2 separate regions of the Mus musculus genome follow, and region 2 is linked to region 1. A link is a contact called in public Hi-C data. All regions are on one chromosome and are shown on one strand. Each heading gives the region's core, a stretch centred on a gene start, on an enhancer-like site or on the middle of the called end of the contact. The rest is flanking DNA. Distances are from core to core; before and after follow the strand shown.

Region 1 (5,479 bases), core at 1,330-3,829:
TTAAATGGCTTTCATATTTGATTTGTCTTTCTATCACAAAGTTCTTAAGTTTTCCTAGCTTTTGCATGAAGGCTTGAAATTAAGTCTTGAGTAGTTCTATTAGAGTAAAAATATAATTGAAGCAGAATGACTCATTTTCTTGAGAAGTTTGCATGTATTTTTGGGTGTTTTCAACAACCCTTAAAATTTCTCTCTTAAAGCCAATGCTTAAATCTACATGAAAAACATTTTTAACAAATCCAAACTTTATAATGACATACTATATATTCATACACTCACATGTATAACTACACCTTTATTTTAAGGTATTTTACAACTAGATACTCTTGATACATGAATTTCTGTTCATTGGAGCATATTTATGGAACTAGTTAAAGGTAATTTCTGATATATAGTTAAGGTATTATAATACTTATCTTAATTTAAAAATTGTAATCATACTTTTGTAAAATATAGTTAACATATCATTTATATATTGTTTAAACATCAAGTCCACTTCAGACATAAATCACAATATGATTTTATACAAAATATAACAAATAAATTAATTAATGAGTATTAAAAAACAGAGATGTACTCTTTAAAGGGATAAAATTTTCCAAGGAGATCTGAGTGAGCACAATCTATTTAAAACATTTCTTTACCATGATGTGGCATTATCCATTATTATATACTTAAATTTCAACATTAAATTCATCATAGGTAAATCACTATCTAATGCATATTCTAATAATTTTCAAAGTCTCATGGAAGCTTAATAAATAAAAATAAGCGGTGTCTATTCAAAGCATGTAATTTGACATATGTGTGTGAATGAATCTAGAACAGCTGTGACAATGAGGATATCCATCATCCTCAAAGGCTTCCTGAAGTCCCTTTATAGTCCCTCCCTCCCACAGCAATATATTTCGTCCTCAGGCAACCTCGGATTGCTCCAATGTTTATTAACATTAAATGTAAATGAAATCAGGTGGCATCCCTTTTCTGTGGGGCTACATTCAATCACTAAACTGCTTTAAGATTCAAACACACTGTCATTTGGCCATTGTCTATACTGTTGGTATATGGTAAAGCTACACACACACACACACCACCACCACCACACTCTCATGAGGGTGTGTGTGTGCGTGCATCCTGTTATGATCAAATGCTCTGAAAAAAGTAACTTAAGAAGAAAGTGTTTATTTTATCTCACAGTTACAAGCTACAGTCCATTAGAGTAGGGAAGTAAAGGCAGCAGGAACTTTAAAAGCAGCTGGTCATGTTGCATCCTAACTCAGGAAAGAGAACCTGCTGAATGGGCTCAGCATAATTTCTTCCTTTTAATCAGCTTTGGACCGCAGCCTATGGAATGGTATCACCCACAGTGGGTATTCCCATCTTAATTAATCTAAAAAAGGTAACATTTCAGAAGTACATACAATTAATGATTCTAGATTCTGTCAAGTTTACAATCAATATAAGCATCACAAAATATAGATTCCTCTCTTTATATAAATACCTCTTTGTTACCTATTCACTTACTACCTGATAATGAATACTTCTTTCTACTTTGGCGGCATTTCTGACCATTGTTTTATAGAACATGCAGTTTTATGTCTTTGGGGAAATAACCAGAAGTATAGAGACTAAATCATTTGTATCTATATATCTACCACATACAACTTATCCATCATTTCTGCTCTTTGGGTGGCTTTAATGCTCTTTGCATTAAACAGGCCCCCATTTTGACACTAGTCATCAACTGACATTTAGATTCCAAGATGATAGGAAAACATGCGACTTGTGGATTGATCCAAGAAAATCAGATTGGCTAAATTTTCCTTTTAAAGGCAAGAGTAGTGATGTCTAAACTTGCTGTGGTGGTTTGAAAAACTATGGCTTCCACAGGCTCATATTTGAATGCTTACTAGCTGGGAGTAGAACTCTTTGGTAGGGGCAGGCTTTAAGGCTACAAAAACTCGTGACTGGCGCTGTCTGTCTGTGTGTGTTTCTGTCTGTCCCTCCCTCCCTCCCTCCCTCCCTCCCTCCCTCCCTCCCTCCCTCCCTCCCTCCCTCCCTCCCTCCTTCCCTCTTTCAGCCTGCAGATCAGGATATAGCTCTTAATAACTTTCCCAATGCCATGTGTGATACCATGTTCCTTGCCATGATGAAAATGAACCAAGCCTCTTAAATTGTAAGCTAGTCCCTGTTAAATGCTTTCCTTTAAGAGGAGAGGCCCATTGGACTTGCAAACTTTATATGCTCCAGTACAGGGGAATGCCAGGGCCAAAAAGGAGGAGGGGGTGGGTAGGGGAGTGGGGGGGTGGGTATGGGGGACTTTTGGGATAGCATTGGAAATGTAAACGAGGAAAATACCTAATAAAAAATTTTTAAAAATTAAAAAAAAAAGGAGTTGCCTTGGTCAGCAATAGAACAATGACTAAGACAGGGGCTAAGCTCTACTATTTTTTTAAGTTTAAAACTAAGTTGCAAGTGTTTGTCCTACTTTAGATCCCCACTGGCCGCATATAGCATCCCATTTTGCCTACTTCCTTTCTACGACGTGCACCATTCCAATGTGTTGTTATCTCCTTCTGGTTTTGATTTTATTTCCCTAATGACTGATGGTGTTGAGCAACTTTTCATGTGCTTATCTGTCATCCCTTCTGCATTTTGCTGAAAGGGCTCTTTCCCTATTCCTTTTAAGGAAGCTCAGTTTTTATTGCTGAGTTCTGGATGCAATTGTTTTATGAGATATGTGGTTTACCAATAGATTCTACCAGTCCTTGGTTTGCGGTTTTCTCTTCTAATTCAGATTTCAAAAATAAAATCTAAGTGTTCCACATGTTGATGAAGTCACACTTTTTTCTTTTCATTTTATGGGTTGAGCAGCTTCTGGTAATATGCTTAATAAACTGCCTGAAATCAGAAAGATTTTCTTTTGTATTTTGGTTTAGACCGTTTGTAACCTTAGGCCTCACATTTAGATCTTTGAAAAACTAGAGTTAATTTTTGGGTATCAGTTATTAGAAATGAGGATTAAACTGATGGTGATGTTTTGGTATGTGGATATCAGCTTCTAGTATCATTGGAAGAAAATAATTTCCCATCAGCTTGCCTTTGGGACTGTCTGCCGCAGGTTAGTGGTCCATACATATGTGCATGTTCTTGATTCCAGTGCCCAACTCTGTGTACTTTTAAGTTAGTGACATTGTGTCTAGATTATTGTAGTGTTTACGTAAGTGGAGGCAATTTTGCTACTTTCTAATTCAATTCCATTATAATCATAGAGAGTATTTGTGCATCTGGAGACAATTTACTTTTGCTGAAATGTTACGGCCATGTTGCTGTCAGTTTTGTATTATAAAATACTGAAATTACTTCTTTATTATACTCTCCTGGCACCTCCAAATACAGGGAAATTAAAATTTTTTCTATTGTTTTCATTAATTTGTAAACAGTAGATTTACAGTCTATGCACATTCTTATTTCTGATGTATTAAAAACACATTGATGTCATGTGACATATTTTCTAAAAGCTTATTCAACATTATAATATAAGTTATCTAATTTTTTTCTCATTTCTTAAATGATGACTGCCAGCTTTCTCTTTTGGAAGGTGTTTTCTGCATTTCATGGTTCTTTCCAGTGCTTCTTGATCTTTCAGAAACATAATTAATATGTGTATAACCCAGTTAATAATCTCTTCTGTTCTATAGCAGATAGCTATATGTGGAAATTTAATTAGAATTTCAGTGCAGGTGATTGAATGCCTGGCTCCACCCATGCTAGGCAAATATTTAACCACTTCAGATTTTTTGAACTTTAAAAGAAAATAAAATCTCAAGATAGAATCTTGCTAGTTTGCCCAGGCTGACCTTGACCTTTCAATCTTACTGTGTCTTAAGCAGTTTGGGTTTTACAGGCCTGCACCTTCAGGCCTAGGTTTTATATGGAAAATGTAACAAGGCTTTATTGTTTTATTTGTTTTAATTTTTTTTCTTCACAGATCTCTTGCTGTGCTGTCTCCAAACCTTACCAAGTTCAGTATCATTTTATTTCTTCCTGCAGAGGACATTAAAGAACTACCTTTTTGGATGTCTAGTGGTTTCCTTCTTTCAGAGCAGGATTATATTTCAAGGAAGATAAATTTATAGTTCCCTCTTTGTCTGAATTAGTTGTAATATCAGGAGTCTGACCTCCTAAGAAATTCACAAATCCAAAATAGCGCTGACCTAAAGGAGATCTTTAAAGGAAAAAAAAAATCTGTAAACACGGGGAGAGGTTTGAAAAAAGAAAAATAAAGGCCAACCATGTCCAGGTCTTCTTTTATATACCTGGTCCATGGTATTTAAAATAAAGTTATAGTATGAATCTAAGATAAGCCCATTATATGTGCATCAGATGTAAAACTCATCTTTTCTAGCTCATAGCTATGAATCCTTTCTTCAATTCTAGTAAAACCACCTCTAACCATCTGTGCATGACTGCCAGTCCTGATGGTGTGTGTGAATATATATTACTTATAAAATCACAGATGAAATCTTGAGTTTAACACTGCATTCACCTTCAGAGGGAGAGTGACTCATGCTTTGATTCCATCACTAAAAGCCAGAGACTTGCTGGAGGCACTGTGACCTGAGAAGAAAAAAAAATTTTTTTTCCAAAAAGACTCATAGGTTATATATGTTTCTACTTTTCTAGTGTTTTCATTTCATGCATTAGACATATTTTCCTATGGAGTTTGAACTTTGCAATCACCAAAACATTTTAATATATGGCATCATCTTGGTGTTGTTTATATCAAGGTTAATGAAGAGAGATAATCAGTTCTTTCAGTTGTCTCTTCTTAATCTTGTGAGCAGAAAAATCTTTTGGCCATGTGTAGTGTGTGTGTGTGTATGTGTGTGTAAACATACTACATACATACATACATACATACACATTTCTCTCTATATGGAGACATATAGACACATGGATATATATGTATGTATGGTTATACATATTCATATCCATATTTATACATATTCATACATACTTTGGTCTCATAAAACTAAAATTACAAGACAATATTTGGTCATGTTTCTATAGCTTTAGAGACTTACACAAATGACAAAGCTTCATTAGTATGAAAAAATTCAGTAATTTAAGTATTAATATTTCAGTTTCTATATTTTTACAGAGACTACACAGATACTCTTATTTACTAAAGTACTTAATTCTAGATAGGCCTACTCAATTCATAAAATCTATAACATTTTTATTTCCTTTCTCTCTGATAATATATTTAGTTCTTAGCAAAACTATTTCCCTCCTTCCCTTACCCACCCCAGATGAAATCTCACAAAATCCTAAGCTAACTGCAAACACTGTAGCTCCCTGTGACTTCTATCACCTGAATGCTGGGGTGCATAGTATCTAACTTTTGAATATATCTCAGACATGACTGTCTCATTATCTAGTTTCAATCATTATCAATACGTTCTAGCTGATCTAT
Region 2 (5,479 bases), core at 1,229-3,728, 260 kb before region 1:
ACAGTTTATACTTGATGAGCAAGCGTGACTTTCCCTCAGCTAGCTCAGCGGGCACGTGGCTCTCCCAGGGTAACACTCTCCGTTATCGTCTTTGCAGGAGCACTCATCAGCACGATTAACAAGAGATAGCTGGTTCTTGCTGTAATCAGGGAAAGCGTGGGCTGCAGTGCATCACTTAGCCTGGGTAGTAACTCCGCCCACCAGCATCCCTTTGGAGGCACAACTCTTGGTTTCCAAGAATTTCTTTCTCTACCTCTGTGAGACACCTGGGAAGCGTTTTCAACTCCAAAGATGGAAACTCTACTCATAAAATACTTTAAGTCGACTGAGCTGGCCTCAAGTGGAAGCAGCACACTGAGTAAAGATGGCGTGGATGACTGATGGCCTTGCAGTCTCCTATCTGTCAGTCATCAGGAGGCCCCAGGCAGCTCAGCCACTAACAGTGTCTGAACAGAGCTGAGCAACTTGGAGCCAAGCACAGCTCCAGGAATACTATGCAAGAAGAATGCAGGCCAGAAAATAAGTTCAGAAAATAAAGCTAATAGATTGACATGTCAGTAAGATGCAAATTATATAAATGTTACTGTAACTGTATTAAGTTTCATGCATGCAAAGCCATGATTTTGCTTAGAGACAAACATATTTCAAAACATGTAAGCCATTATCAATAATTCTTATAAAAGTCAATGTGACTGGCACTTTGAAGACCAATAATGCTCCTATTATAATGAGGGGAAAAAGAAAAAGAAAACACAGCAAAATAAAACAACAAAACCCAGTGATCTTTGTATTCTTAGCTCATGCAAGAGAAGGTATTTGCTCAAAAAAGAAGTTAACAGAAGTAACGTTAAGGCTTCCCCCCCATTGTATTATGATTTCAGTAGAAGTATATTACATATCAAGAAGGAAAATGAATATAAATTATTCTAGCCTTCACATTATGAAGAAAAATTCTTAAGCAGGTTGACCTAGTACCTTAATATTAGTTTCTAAGCACTAATATTTCTTCATGATATATATGCTTGGACCTTTTGAAATTCATTAAAATATCTTAGGGGAAATGCATGAATTAATCATCATTATATGTAACGTATAGCTCCTTTTTATTAGATTGTAATTTGGCCTTTTGTGGGGGTGGGGAAGAAGGCAACAAAATCTTTTATGTGGAAGCAATGAAGGAAATATATAGGAACTACAGGCTAGGCAAGGAACAGGATTTTTAACCAATCACATACTATTGAACCGCATAGAAACAACCCCCACGTTTGACAGCATGACGATGCTTATGCCGATGCAGGATGATACAGAGATGCTCATCTTCTTACCGAACAGGAGCTTTGACATTATGGCAATGAGATGGTTGTGAATTCAGGGACACAGGATGGGATGAAGGAATCTTGTATTCATCGTCATCATCTTCTACCGTGTCTCTAGTTTTCTCTGAGAGACAATTTGCTAATGGACCAGTACACCTACCAAGAGGGAAAAGAAAATCCAATCTGGTTTAAGCATCATAAATACCAGAGCAGGAAGGTCTGATGTGACATAGAACAATGAAGAAACTGCTTTGTCACTGGAAGTTTTCAACTGTAAACTGTTCTTACATCCAATAGAAATGGAAGGCCTTGAAATGTTAAGATAAGATATTCATACCTGTGGTTTTTAAGGGTGAACTAAGAAAAAAATGAAAATTACGAAAATGAAAGGGTTTTATAAATAAAGCTTTAACATAAGATGTGTACAATTATTCAAGTCCAAGCTATTAAAATGTTAATTGCTCCCTCCCATGTACTGGAAATCAGCAAAAGTGATAAGGATACACTGAAATCAACTGGAAACAAGAGGTTCTTTAAAGGTTCAAACTGGTCTATGGCTAATACCCATAGTTTTAAAAAAGCCATACATGAGAGAAATTTAACTATCTTGTCAACTTATAACTGTAGTGCTAGAGTTCCTCCCACTGCAACAATTAAGAACGAAACGTGTCCACAATTAGAAGCCGATCATGACAGAAATAAATCTTTGAGATGGATTGTTTTTGTAACTCATGATACCTAAGTGTAATACCTAACTGCAACGAATAAAACACTTAGCGGGATACCGTGGTGGATTTGAGCATTTTACTTGATCATTTGGGAAAATATATAAAATAAAATTGAAAAGTACTCTACTTCCTGTGTGGGTTTTAATTTAACCTTTGCTACTGCCCAAGACAACAGTCCAAAAAAAAAAATGTTAAAATGCAACTTGGCCAACAGGTAGAAAGACAGCTAGTTTGCAAGACACTAGAAAAACTCGGATCCAAGCCACTTTAATTATTATAAACTTCACGGAAAATGTTCCCCCCCCCCCAAAAAAAAAAAAAAAACACAAAACAGTGTAATGTTCCAGCACATTCGGCAGAGGGAGCAGGAGCCCTCTGGTACGTGAGGCAGTCGATGCCTATGTGGCTTTTTGTCTTTTTTCTTTTTCCATTTTCATTTCTTCTCACCACAAAGTTTCATTTTCATTTTGTATTCTTCTCTCCGAGAGCTGAGTGTCCCTGTCTGAACTTCTTGGGACTAAAACATTTTTTCAGATTATTTTTTCCCCTCAAATTTTGGAACAGTTGCAGACTTTACCAGTCGTATCCCTCATGTAATCCTCAAAAAAGCTTTGGATTTTGGAGAACTTTCTATAATGATTTCACTTTTGGGTCAGTGTGGCTGAACACCCGTTATAATAGAAAAAAATGTCAGAGGTGTTTTGTATGTGTGTGTGTGTGTGTGTGTGTGTGTGTGTGTGTGTGTGTGTGTGTGTGCATGTATGTGTGTGCTCATATTTAAAGTTTCAACTGTATTCAGAGATCACGGAAAACCTTCCCTTGGGAGTTTTCAAAAGCTTATACTTTTAGTTTGTCTTTGAAGAAGTTTTCAGTATTGATTTTTAAAGCTCTGTTTGTTAAGAGATACTTCAGGATCCAAATGTCAGTTAATGGTAACCTGAAGCTTTGTTGTAGTAGCAGAGGGGTCTCTACACAGCCCAGAACACAGGCTATGAAATTCATAAACAAACAATAGTGTTATAGTCACTCTAGTTGAATCCTAGAAGACACACCTTGCAACTAAAGGTGACAAAAGTAAAGATGTTTCAAAATGATGACTTGATGGTGTTTTAATATGGTTAGGATAGAAATAACTGTATTTTCTTGCAAACACTAAATTCTTGGAGACAGACATCAATCTCACCAACCTCTGCAAAGACCAGGACGTCTCTATAGGCAGAGGAAGTGGGCCCTGCATGTTCCCATCCTCATCCTGCTCTGCTTCCAGTCTCAGTGAACACCATCTCTATACATACCACTTAAGTAAATACTTCAGAGACAAAAGGGACCTTTGACTTAATATTCAATAACTACATCAAGAGGTGGAAGTTCAAATCTGTCTTACAGGTTACTTCAATAATTTAATGATTTCCAAGAAGCACTTCACTCTGAAGGAAGAATACTTGTTTTTAATTTGCATAACATATAGTATGTATTGGGATGTGTGTGCTCATGCCAAGGTATGGATGGAGGTCAAGGACAACTTGTGGCAATCAGTTCTTACTCTCTCCTATCTTGCCGTTCCCAGGGATTCAACTCAGGTGATCAGACCTTGTAGCAAGAAACCATCTTGTCAGTGCAAGAAATAAACAATTAAAAAAAAAAACAAACAAACCACACCTGTTGTGGTTAGCTCTGGATGCTACCCTTCATTGACAGAAGATCTTGCCTGGCTAAATACCACTCACTCTTTTGTTAGTCAGAGAGCATCTGATGTAAATATGAAAGGCAATAATTATCTATCATTTTATCAAAAACTAAGGGTTCAGTTTTAGAAGCTACTAGTTAGACATTTTATTAGGTTGAATGGATCTTGGTGAGTTATAACTAGAAGTTAAGAAAGCTATGTGCCATTTGTATTGAAATATAAAAAATACATCCTGGTATTTTTTTTAAAGATTTATTTATTGATTATATTTAAGTACACTGCAGCCATCTTCAGACACTCCAGAAGAGGGAGTCAGATCTCGTTACGGATGGTTGTGAGCCACCATGTGGTTGCTGGGATTTGAACTCTGGACCTTTGGAAGAGCAGTCGGGTGCTCTTACCCACTGAGCCATCTCACCAGCCCATCCTGGTATTTTCTACTTATCATTTTAATAAAGTCTTGTAAGAAAGTTCACTATTTTCTCTTAGGTTAATGTTTTAATATTTATTAAAATTTTATCATAAAGAACTTGTAAATAAAAAAGTCAGAGAGATCAAGCTGACCCAAAGTCTATGCATTGTATCCAAACTTTTGTATAGCCTATGAGTCAACAGGTGTCAGCATAACTAGACACAGAGTCACTGTCTGTGTGTATGTTATCTAGATGGTGGACTTAGGGACATGGAGACTCAGTCAGTCACTGGTATATCTTAAGGGAAAGATATTATTTTCATTGTGTTCCTCCAGGGTCCCGGAGGAACAAAGTAGGACAGCTATCTGGCTGGCTCCAAAGGAAAGATACCAAGCCATTTGCATCCATTTACACACATTTACACTGTTATATGACTCCACATTCCTGCTACCTCTTCCATTCTGCTGCTGTTCCTGAGTCATAGCACAGGAGGTACATTTTTCCAGGTTGCAAAACCATTATCCCCTTAACTTGAAACTCATCTGAGCCTTCCTATCCTCATGGTGACTCACTGGCTTGAGTGTGCAGGCACATTCGCCATGTTGAGAAAGAGGTCTATTTCCATCACGGTGATACTTTCTGAGGCCACCTTTCAAAGCTGAAGGTTCACAAACATATTCCTCCCAAGAACTGCCTACTCCCAGAATAACCACAGGGCAGACTGACTGCACATGCCATTACCATTTACTTTGATAATGGACCTCAAATATCACCCTCTTCAAGTGGTTTTCATTCCTAATTGGAGCAACCCTTGACACACCAACTTTTCTCCGAAAACAAAAAGCAGACCCCTTCATATTTCAGTGTCTATAAAAATCCCCATGAAACTGGCAACAAATTCAGTAATTTTCTTTGACCTTTTCGGTTATATGTATTTAGCATATGTCCTTCTATTGATGTGTTTCCTATACTGTTATTTTACTGTTTTTGTCTACAATTGCAACATGTTTAAGGGAAGACCTTGAGGCCATCAAGGATTACCCTACTTTGCACGTAACTGAGCACTTACAAGCTTTTAAATAAAAATAATGAGGGGGTATTAGCAAGGAAAATCACCATGCCGATAAAAAAGGAGAGAGAGCAACAATTTTCAGAACCTTTCATGGACAGAAAAGCATTTTAAATAATATGCCATTTTACTTGCTTCCCATATCAGAAGATCTCTGTTCAAGCAACTAATGGCAGAAAGTAAAGATATACATGTTTTTATTAAATAAAAGCTCAAGCTGCCATGTTTTATTTCATGTTTCATGTGCTACACTGTTCTTACCTGAA

What was found. A called contact is a pair of places that touch in the nucleus more often than the background predicts.
Region 2: a contact with region 1 is called in a Hi-C map of bone marrow-derived macrophages, with 3 times the contacts expected there. The contact joins two enhancer-like sites. A contact is called at or near these places in 7 of 484 Hi-C or Micro-C datasets (the 3T3-L1 cell line, Th1 cells, Th2 cells and 4 more).

The regions. Positions count from the first base shown.
Region 1 is chr16:51,918,376-51,923,854 of GRCm38.p6, reverse strand. No RefSeq gene overlaps it. Among named protein-coding and RNA genes, the nearest start is that of Gm29686, 66 kb to the left of the region's middle. Within about 2 kb of position 2,579, at least 9 of the 459 cell types and tissues checked have an H3K27ac peak or open chromatin away from gene starts, as enhancers often do. A contact at or near this core is called in bone marrow-derived macrophages, where this site is marked.
Region 2 is chr16:52,179,205-52,184,683 of GRCm38.p6, reverse strand. It overlaps Cblb (Casitas B-lineage lymphoma b), which reads right to left. Exons shown (of 18, transcript NM_001033238.1): 14 at 1,326-1,472. Among named protein-coding and RNA genes, the nearest start is that of Gm23513, 77 kb to the right of the region's middle. Within about 2 kb of position 2,478, at least 65 of the 459 cell types and tissues checked have an H3K27ac peak or open chromatin away from gene starts, as enhancers often do. A contact at or near this core is called in bone marrow-derived macrophages, where this site is marked.